Linked DNA regions of Mus musculus: all the other regions are linked to region 2. Evidence: chromatin contacts called from public HiCAR-type and HiChIP or PLAC-seq data. All regions are on one chromosome and are shown on one strand. The core of a region is the stretch at or near the end of the contact, and the rest is flanking DNA. Distances in the headings are between cores, read along the strand shown.

Region 1 (2,700 bases), core at 195-2,694, 460 kb before region 2:
CACAACAAAGCATGATTTAGAAAAGGCCTCTAAACATCCTTCAGTGGGTGGCCAAGAACCACCTGCTGTGTCGACTCTTGATTAGAAGGATTCCTGGGCTAGGCTCTGACCACTAGCCAGAGAAGGAACCAGGAACAGAGGGGAGATAGGATCTTTGTATGCTTCATCACACTGGGTGTGGAGAAACACCCCCTGCCAAGCCAGAGCTCAGGAAATACTTGTGAATTTGGTGAATGAACTAGAAACACAAGAGCTGGGGGCTGAGGGACTGGTCTGGAACTGAGATAGAAGAAGTCAGAGTCCAGGACAATAGCGCTTATCACCCGGTATTGGTATTGGAATGACTATCTTTAGGCCTGCCCTCCCTGGGGGGCTGTGGCCTCCCACGGGGCAGGGTTTCATTGGTAAAGCCCAGCAGCTCAGCACTGGTCTTGACACACACACAGAGTATGTGCTTATCAAATGTTAGTGAATAAATGAACAGAGCCACAGATTGTCTGAAGTAGAAAATCAGAAAGGAAAACAGATGGGGAAGGCAGAGAGGCAGGGAGGAATGGGAAGCAGGATGCAAACAGCAAAAAATACCGAGGTTCAAAGGCAGCCAGCTCAGCAGAGGGGAAGAAATAAGCATTGAAATCTGTACAGCGGCACTCCTTTCCACAAGCCTGACCTCAGTCAGTCCACTTGCTTCCCAGGGTACTGGGTATTATTAGCCCATTTTGTAGATGACATAACTGAGGTGAGCAAGGTCAAATGACTGGCCCACAGGTGAATCAGATGGAAGAACAGGGCCAGGATTGGACAGAAATAAGATCAAGATGGAAGCAGAGATATCCAGGGGCCCGAGAGGCTCTCAGAACCAGAGAGGAACTCAACGTTCTTTCACTTGGGTAAAAATCCCTCCCTGGTTCTCAGCGGTCCACCCCAGCTCCTGCCCCGCCGGAGGTTTGGGCTCCCTAGAAAAGGGGGGCGGGACCCGGAATACGGGGCCCAGGCCCCCTCAGCTCCCTGCTCTCAGACTCCAACCGACCACCCTCAGGACTAGGGTGGTCCGCTCGCCCCCACACACACGTTCGGGCGGGGGGGGACCCCCGGGCACGCCTCGCCCCTCCCCCGCCGGCTCAAACAAAGGAGCCCCATCGCGCGGCTGGGCAGGGCTCAGACAGCGCCTTGCAAAAAGGCGAGCAGCGGGCGCGCGCACAGCCTGGGAGCGCGCGGGCCCAGCTCGGCTCTCGCCTCGCTCGGCCGTGCTACCTGGGGTTAGAGGAGTTCCAGTAGATTGGGTGGCGGAGGCTGGAGCACCCCGGCAGGCGCGAGCCGAGCAGCGCGGCCCAGAGCACAGTCCGCAGCAGGGGCAGCAGCCGCATCGCCCCTGGGGTCCAGTCTGGTCTGGCCCGGCTGGTCCCGGCCCACTTCTCTGTCCCGGCGAGAAAGGTACAAAAGTGGAGGGGGGTGGGGGGTACGGAACGGAGGAGGGGTGTGGAGGCTCCTAGACCACAGCCCTGGGTAACTTTCCACCAATGAAAACTTGTCTCCGCCTCTCTACTCAGCGCCAACTCTTGTTAACCCTTTGTGCTTCCTGTGCCCCGAGCGCTCCAGGTTAGCCAAAGCGTCCCTTTGTTATCTCACTGTGCTGGAAGAGGGTGGCATGGTGGATATTCCACTAAGGACTTAATGCTTGAGGGTTTTGGTTTTCTATGTGTGTGTACGTGTCGGCGCTTCTATTCCTTCTCCACCTTATTTTTTGAGACAGGGTCTCTCACTGAACCCTGATTGGCTTGGCTTGCAGTCCTGTAAGCTTGGGGTCGGGGTAGGAGGGGGTGCTCCTGTTTCCTAGCCCCACCTCACCCCTCCCACCCACGGAGGGGTTACAGAAATAAACCACTAAACTTAGGGCTTTTTACACGGGTGCTGGTTATCCAAACTCAGGTAAGCACTTTACCAAGGCTGTCTTCTTTCAAATCCTATGTTGTACTTTATTTTGTTTAAAACAGGGTCTTAACACTAAAGTCTGGCTGGCTTGGAACTTCTATTATAAGCCAGGCTGGCCTCAGACTGGCAATGATCCTCCTGCTCTATCCTCTCCAGTGCTGGGATTACAGCCACGGGGTTCATGCAGCACCACCTAAGAGGGCCGGTTCGGTTTATGTTTAGATCTTGTCCTTTGTGTCTTCATTGGTTCAAGGTAGAAAGCCTCATTGAAGTCTGGGAGGTCAGAGCTGGATGGCACATGAAGTACACCCATAGAAGAATCCAGCATTCTAGTCAGCACACAGCAAGTTCCTATTTGGGGGTAGGAAAGTGTGTACATAGGTGCCGTGCGCGCGCGCGCGCGCGCACACACACACACACACACACACACACACACACACACATGATGGCCAGCACCTGATACCCCAGATACTTTTGGAGGCTGAAGCAGAATTACCTTCCATGCATTGTTCTTTTGCTTTGCACACGCAGATGGTACAAGGGGAAGGACTGAAGTGGCTCTGGGGACACCCCTGACATTCCTCTAGAGCATCGTGCTGGGTGACCATTGTGGGACACAGCCTGCCCCTTATCCGCACACACCTCTCTCCCAGGAGTCCTCAGTCCTGAGGTCTAAATGATGAGGTGGTAGCAATCAGTACAAAGCACAAAGCACCTTTGTTCTGGAACCTTCAGGTGGGGGCAGGGAAGTGGAGGAGGCAGGTGTGA
Region 2 (3,061 bases), core at 339-2,838:
CAGAAAATCCTTGAAGCGGACAAACTTGGAATTCAGTAAGAAGGTTACCTATTCTGTAACATTCAAATTTACTCCTAGTAGAGATGGTGAAACTAATTAGGCATTACAAAGAACAGAGCTAGAATAGCTCCAGGGCTGGTCTGCAGGGTGATTACTTAGGACAGTAGCCAGTCTCATCCAGACAAGGGAATACACAATGGTCTAGCTAATAGGTGGGTTTAACATGTAAGAGTTAGGGACTCCCACTGAGACAGGAATCTTCACTACAGCCAGGTATAGCAGGCTACACTGCATGTTAGAAGCAAGTTGGTGAATTCTTCTGACAAATGGAGATTCTCCACAGATACTTAAAACAACAGCCAAGTTAAACTGATACAAGAATTTACCAAGGCCTAGGAAATAGGGGGTTTGTAGTGTTACATTATTCATGAGAAGGTCTGCTAGAGCAGAATCCCCTGGTGCAAGCTTTCACAAGGCTCAAAGGAGTAGCACAAATTGTGACTAGGGTGTGAAATCCTTACCTGTCATTAGCTGACCCTAGACAGGGCTGTTTTATCTTTACTGTAAACATTACCTGGTTCCTGGAAGTCCTTTTGAAGTCATTCCTTTGTTTTGTGTCAGGTAACTTCAATGTGCTTTGCCTGCTGTGACATCCTACCCCTTTGTTTTCTGTATTATATAAGACTGGTGTTCACTTTGTGACAATACATTCAGATTCTACACAACCTCTTGTGTTGATTTTTGTCTGTCATTTGTTGACTCCTTGTCCACATGTAACCAGAGACCGGTTCTACGCAGACAGGGACCAAAAAGGGTCTGCGGCACTTGTGTGAGTGTTGTGGGGGTGGGGTGGGGTGTGTGTGTGTGTGGGGGGTGTAAAACCCAGGGACTTCCCAGAACATTCCAAAGCAAAACTCAATCCCTGAGAGGCACCCTCAGCCTTTCCCCTTTTTTTGTGATAAGGTCTTACTAAGTGGTCCAGGCTGGCCTTGAACTCCTTCTGCAGCTAAAGCTGTCCTTGAACTTGTGCTTCTCTTGCCATAGCCTCTTACGTAGCTAGCATTATAGTCCTGTACCCAAGCACAGCTTATAACATAATTTTTTAATTTTTTCAAACAAAACCATTTTCAATAGCATCATTACTTCTCTCTTTGAATTTATATCTTATTTGTTAATCTACTTTTCAATCCACTCATTAATTTTCAAGCTTCCCTTGTTAAAACTGGGCCTCTCCCCTCATTATGTCTGCTTTCATTATGTGTCAAAAACTTCTCATAAGCTAGAGCCTTTTGTTGTTCTGTTTTAAGTATTTTAACGTTTTTGTTTCATTTCCTTTTTAGCCCATGGGTTGTTGATCTAGGAATATTAGATTCCCAAATGGGTGGGATTCTGTACACCTCTCCTGATGACTTATTCCTAATTTAAAAGCATTAGGAACTCACATCTGACCAAGAGAAATCACGGGGAGATCCGGGGCAGTTTCTGGACCCACATGACTGAATTTAACTCCTCCCACACACAACGCTGAAGTTTGTTGTACAGACTGCAGAGGGCAATTTCCACAGGAAAAGGGCTCTTGAGCTCCACCCTCACAGTGACTTTTAGCCTGGGGACTTTCCCATCCATAGTACAGGCTGGCAGAGCCTATAATGACTACAGAGACCCTTGCAGGACAACAAAAGCAGGTCCAGTAACAGGAATTTGTGGGAGAGTGCTCCAGAGAGAAGGAGCCATAGAGAGGTCCCAAACATCTTGAAATGACCTCTGCTTGGGCCAAATTCTAAGAAATTCAAGTACAGGGCATATTCTAGGAGACCTTTATGAGAACAGATCCAGAGAGAGACAAAGGGCCTGAGCCAGTCAGTATGCAGCACTAAGGACACTGTGTGGCTGGCTATAGGAAGCAAAGCACCCTGAACTACTCCATCTGAGACTCCAGAGAGCCCAAGCTACGAGCTCAGACTGACCATAGGCATCCTGACAGCAAGTGCTCCACCCAAATGGATGGGAGTGGGCATGGGAAGTGTGAGACAGGGTCTCACTATGTAGCTCTGGCTGGTCTGGAACTCAACTATGGTGGACCAGACTGGCCTCAAACCTCAGAGAAAGCCCCAGCCCCTGACCCCGCCCCTGCAGCCCTGAGATCCAAGGCGTGTGCCACTATTCCTGACTTTGCTTTCCAGTACTGGGGGCTAAACCCAGGGCATAGAATTCTTCTCTTACTTATTATGTTGAAAGCGGGCTTCCATGAGATGCCCAAACTGGTCTTGAACTCATTCTGTAATCCAGGTATTCTTTTAAAGAAAACCTTGTTTGTTTGGCGTGTGTGTGTGTGTGTGTGTGTGTGTGTGTGTGTGTGTGTGTGTGTATGTGTCCGTCCGTCCGTCCATGCATGGCCCACCACTTACTTGCATGTGGGAGGCAGAGAACAACTTCTAGGAGTCAGTCAAGGGGAGATCCAGGGCAGTTTCTGGACCCACGTGACAGAATTTGACTCAGGAGTAGCTGTGCCTCAGGAACTAGAAGTAAATATTTTTTAACCATAAATAGCCTATTTGTAACTTTGTGTTTCTTTAATACACACCACCCTCAAAACTCAAAGAACTTTTATTACTTGGAAATAAAAATGAGGCTAGGCATGTGTCTGAAATTCCAGCAGTGGGGAGACTGAGTTCAAGGTCAGTTTGGACTACATAGTGAGACCCTGTCCTGAAGAGAGGTCACACTCAGAGGTAGCTAAGTCTGAGAGAGCTCTATAGCCTATCTCAGGTAAGAAAACAGCACAAGGACAGACGCCCCTGGCCACAGGACATTGGCACTAGGACCCGATGGAGCCGACCCCCTTGGCTGCTAAGCCAGAGGGTTAAAGGTGGCGTGGCGCGTTCCGAGATGCCACTTTGCCAAGTGTTTCACCTACACCATCCACATACCAACCAGAGTGGACAGAGGGGGAGCAGCTTTCCAAACCAGACAAGGAAGTAGTCACTGCGGCGCCCCCTGTTTCGGACTCTGCAGACACGGAGAGGGCTGTGTAGTTCTTTAGAAGGGGGAGAACCCCCTC
Region 3 (3,007 bases), core at 346-2,845, 420 kb before region 2:
CTCTTGTAAATATGGTAGCCACGAGTTTGAGAGTTGAAGTCTTTTTCTGGGTCGGTAGGAGAGAAGAACGGATGAGTAATTTCGGGAACAGAGACAATCGCCTTTGAGCAGTCGGGGCAATTTGCTGATACCCTGGCTGGGTTGGAGAGAGGTATTCCAGTTGCCAGGTCCTCAGAGCACTAGGTGGTAGTGCACGCCTTTAATCCCAGCACTTGGGAGGCAGAGGCAGGCGGATCTGTGAGTTTGAGACCAGTCTGGTCTACAGGGACAGGGCTACACAGAGAAACCCCGTCTCAACAAAACAGAGACAGAGTTATAAAAACAAAGAAGAGAGGAAAGGAAGAACTGGGATGGATGCCAGAAGGGCGGCAGTTAGGGCCCGAGCTGGGACGGTGGCAGAGGTTACCCACCAGTGACTTTGAGTTTACTGGTCCTTCCTCTCCTCCCAGGAACCAGGACAGAAAGCAGTGACTTCAGAGGAAGCGTCCACAGCATCTCCCAGAAGCTCATCTGGCTTTGTGGGCCTCCCCTTTCTCCCAGAACCCCAGGCACCACTTCGGAAATCCCTGTCCCCAAACAAGACCCCTCCCCAGCCTCAGACCCTCCCGACCCCTCCCACTGCCGCCCCCCTCCCCCAATAAAGGAACCAAAAGTGGACACAAATATGAATCTTAAATTATTATTATTTCTTCCTGTCACTTACACCCGAGGCAGGGGCAGGGGTAGATGAAGGGAATGGGGGAGGGGAATGCGTTCCCCCACTAAGGCACTGAGTGGGGAAGCCACAAGGAGAGAGAGTGGAGGCCACTGTCTCCACTCTCTGGGACTAAGCCCCAGGTTTCTCCAGCCCTGGGCTCCCCTATCACCTGAAATGCTAAGATGAGGCCCAGGGTACCTGACCTCCCTCCTAATATATTACATCATCACTTTTTAAATAGATACAGGGACTGGTCCCGCCACCCCTCCCTGTGTGGCCCTTCCCCACTGTTGGGGGTACCTGGGCAGCTGTGCAAATGGGCATGGAGGTGCATGGGGAGAGGAGAGCACCGGGCCCCTGAACCTGCCCCTTTCCAGGAGGGGGAAGGGCCACTAGGCCAAAGGGGTAAATAGTGCAAGGCAGAGCCCAGGCCGCAATGGGGGTCCAGCACCCAGCGAGGAAGGGGTGGGGTGAAGACTCTTCCCCACCCCAGGAAAACTGATAGTTAAAAATGTGAAATTGGATTTCAACAAGACCATCAGAAGAGGCTATGTACAGAACGGGGGTGGACTCAGTCCTAAGAGTGCCAGGCAAGGTCTGAGGAAAGGTTCCCTTACCTCTGGGTCTGCTCCGCAGCTCACTTTTCCCAGGGGCAAGTGAGTTGCCTTGCCTAGCCACCATGTTGGCAAGGGGGCACCCGTTCACAGGCCTAGATGGCTGGGTGTGACCCTAGCTCATGAAAAGTGGTCGCTGGGGGGTGGGGTTGGGGGGTAGCGCTCGCCCTTACAGGGCATGGCCACCAGATGGCGCTAGCTTGTCCGCTCCCTACAAGGCTACCTCAACCCCTCACCCCATCCCACACCCAGCGCCCGCCAGCCCGGGGGCGGCGTGAGTCAGGGGCAGCAAGCAGCAGAGGCGGCTCCCGCTTGCACCTGGGCGGGGAGGTAGGGAGGAGAAGAGGGTAAGACGCCCGGCCCGCCCTGCCCTCTGGCCCCAGGGAGGGAGCGCCAGGAACAAGACATTCCCTGCCCCGGGACGCGGGAGGGAAGAGGTGGAGAGCTCCCTTAGCTGGGCGGAGACCTTCTGCTACCCCCAGGGGCGGGCGAGCCAATCAGGCCACCCTGCCCTCCTCTTCTCCAGGACCCCATGACTCAGCGTTGGAACTGGGTGGAGGGGGACTGGGATGGCTCCGTCCTTACAGGCCCAGTCCCCACCGCCGCCACCCCAGTCTTTCAAGCCTCTACCTTGTTTCCCCCCTCTTACCCTTCCTTTGCCACCCCCCTTTGCATAATTTACGGCCAGGAAAAAGGAACAGAAACCAGGAAGGAGGGGTCTCGGAAGGGAGGGGCAGTCCACCCCTTCACAGCCAAAACCCAGGGGGCATGGGAGTAGAGCAAGGATTTGGTCCTAAGCCCCAGCCTCCTAGAAACCCGCATAGCCGAAGTGGGACCCCACAAATCAGAGATAGATTATTGCTTCAATTCCCCAGTAGTGGCTGGGGACAGGGACCCACCTTTATTGTGTGTGTATATATATGTGTGTGTGTGCAGAGAGTGTGTGTAACACACACACGCGCGTGCACACACACACACATATATATATACACACACAGACAGACAAACAGACATATATTTCATGTTTAACTCCTTGGGTGATCACCCCAATCTAGAGAGCTTGTGCCCCAAAACCTCAGCTTGTAATTGGAATGAAGGCTCTGGGGGGAAGAGGCGTTCGATTCTGATACCAACAAGGTTCAGCACCCCCGACCCCGATACCACTTGTTTTATGTGCTCCCCGTTGCTTGGCGTGGTGTCCCAGGCTGTTCCAGCCTGCCCATTCATCCCTCTTTTAAGAGGACTCCATGGCACCTTCGGCCTGTGGTGTGGTGGGTGTCCCTTCCTCTTCCTCCTCCTCAGGGGGCCCTTGTGTAGTGACTGGGGGTCCCGTGGTGGCCGACTGCTCCCAGAATCGAGCCAGAGAGAGGTGGAAGGTGTCCAGGTGGCCATTGGAAAGGTCGAGGCCAGCAGGGGATGAGGTGGTGGTCGAGGGCGGTGGGTAGTGAGGGGCTGCCACGTCATCCTTGCGGCGCCTTCGGGTGCGCACCTCCAGGCAGTTCTGACCCTTGAGATGGCGCTGCAGGTGGTCCTCCTTGGCGAAGGCCTTGTGGCACAGGTGGCACTCATAGGGCCGGTCCCCGGTGTGCAGGTGCATGTGGTTCTTGAGGTCGTAGCTATGCAGGAAGCGGGCTGGGCAGTGGGGGCACGAGTAGGGGCGTTCTCCTGTGTGCTTCCGCATGTGGATCTTCAGCTT

Evidence for each region. HiCAR-type assays count read pairs that join an accessible place to other places. HiChIP or PLAC-seq counts read pairs in DNA pulled down with a chosen protein or histone mark.
Region 1: an H3K4me3 HiChIP or PLAC-seq map of embryonic stem cells shows a contact between it and region 2, with 4 times the contacts expected there. The contact joins the promoter of Efna4 here to the enhancer-like site in region 2. A contact is called at or near these places in 2 of 39 promoter capture datasets (embryonic stem cells and pre-B cells) and 9 of 115 datasets of contacts at active chromatin or transcription factors (craniofacial prominence, embryonic basal ganglia, embryonic forebrain and 4 more).
Region 3: a contact with region 2 is called in a HiCAR-type map of embryonic stem cells, with 2.4 times the contacts expected there. The contact joins two enhancer-like sites. A contact is called at or near these places in 1 of 39 promoter capture datasets (embryonic stem cells) and 2 of 115 datasets of contacts at active chromatin or transcription factors (embryonic midbrain and embryonic stem cells).

Annotation. Positions count from the first base shown.
Region 1 is chr3:89,336,584-89,339,283 of GRCm38.p6, forward strand. Efna4 (ephrin A4) reads right to left here and starts at 1,445. Exons shown (of 4, transcript NM_007910.2): 1 at 1,255-1,445. The coding sequence starts at 1,367.
Region 2 is chr3:89,800,108-89,803,168 of GRCm38.p6, forward strand. No RefSeq gene overlaps it. Among named protein-coding and RNA genes, the nearest start is that of Ube2q1, 28 kb to the left of the region's middle. Within about 2 kb of position 1,589, at least 68 of the 459 cell types and tissues checked have an H3K27ac peak or open chromatin away from gene starts, as enhancers often do. A contact at or near this core is called in embryonic stem cells, where this site is marked.
Region 3 is chr3:89,376,981-89,379,987 of GRCm38.p6, forward strand. It overlaps Dcst2 (DC-STAMP domain containing 2), which reads left to right. Exons shown (of 15, transcript NM_001370853.1): 15 at 450-663. The coding sequence ends at 471. Zbtb7b (zinc finger and BTB domain containing 7B) reads right to left here. Exons shown (of 3, transcript NM_009565.5): 3 at 664-3,007. The coding sequence ends at 2,546. Among named protein-coding and RNA genes, the nearest start is that of Dcst2, 13 kb to the left of the region's middle. Within about 2 kb of position 1,596, at least 281 of the 459 cell types and tissues checked have an H3K27ac peak or open chromatin away from gene starts, as enhancers often do. A contact at or near this core is called in embryonic stem cells, where this site is marked.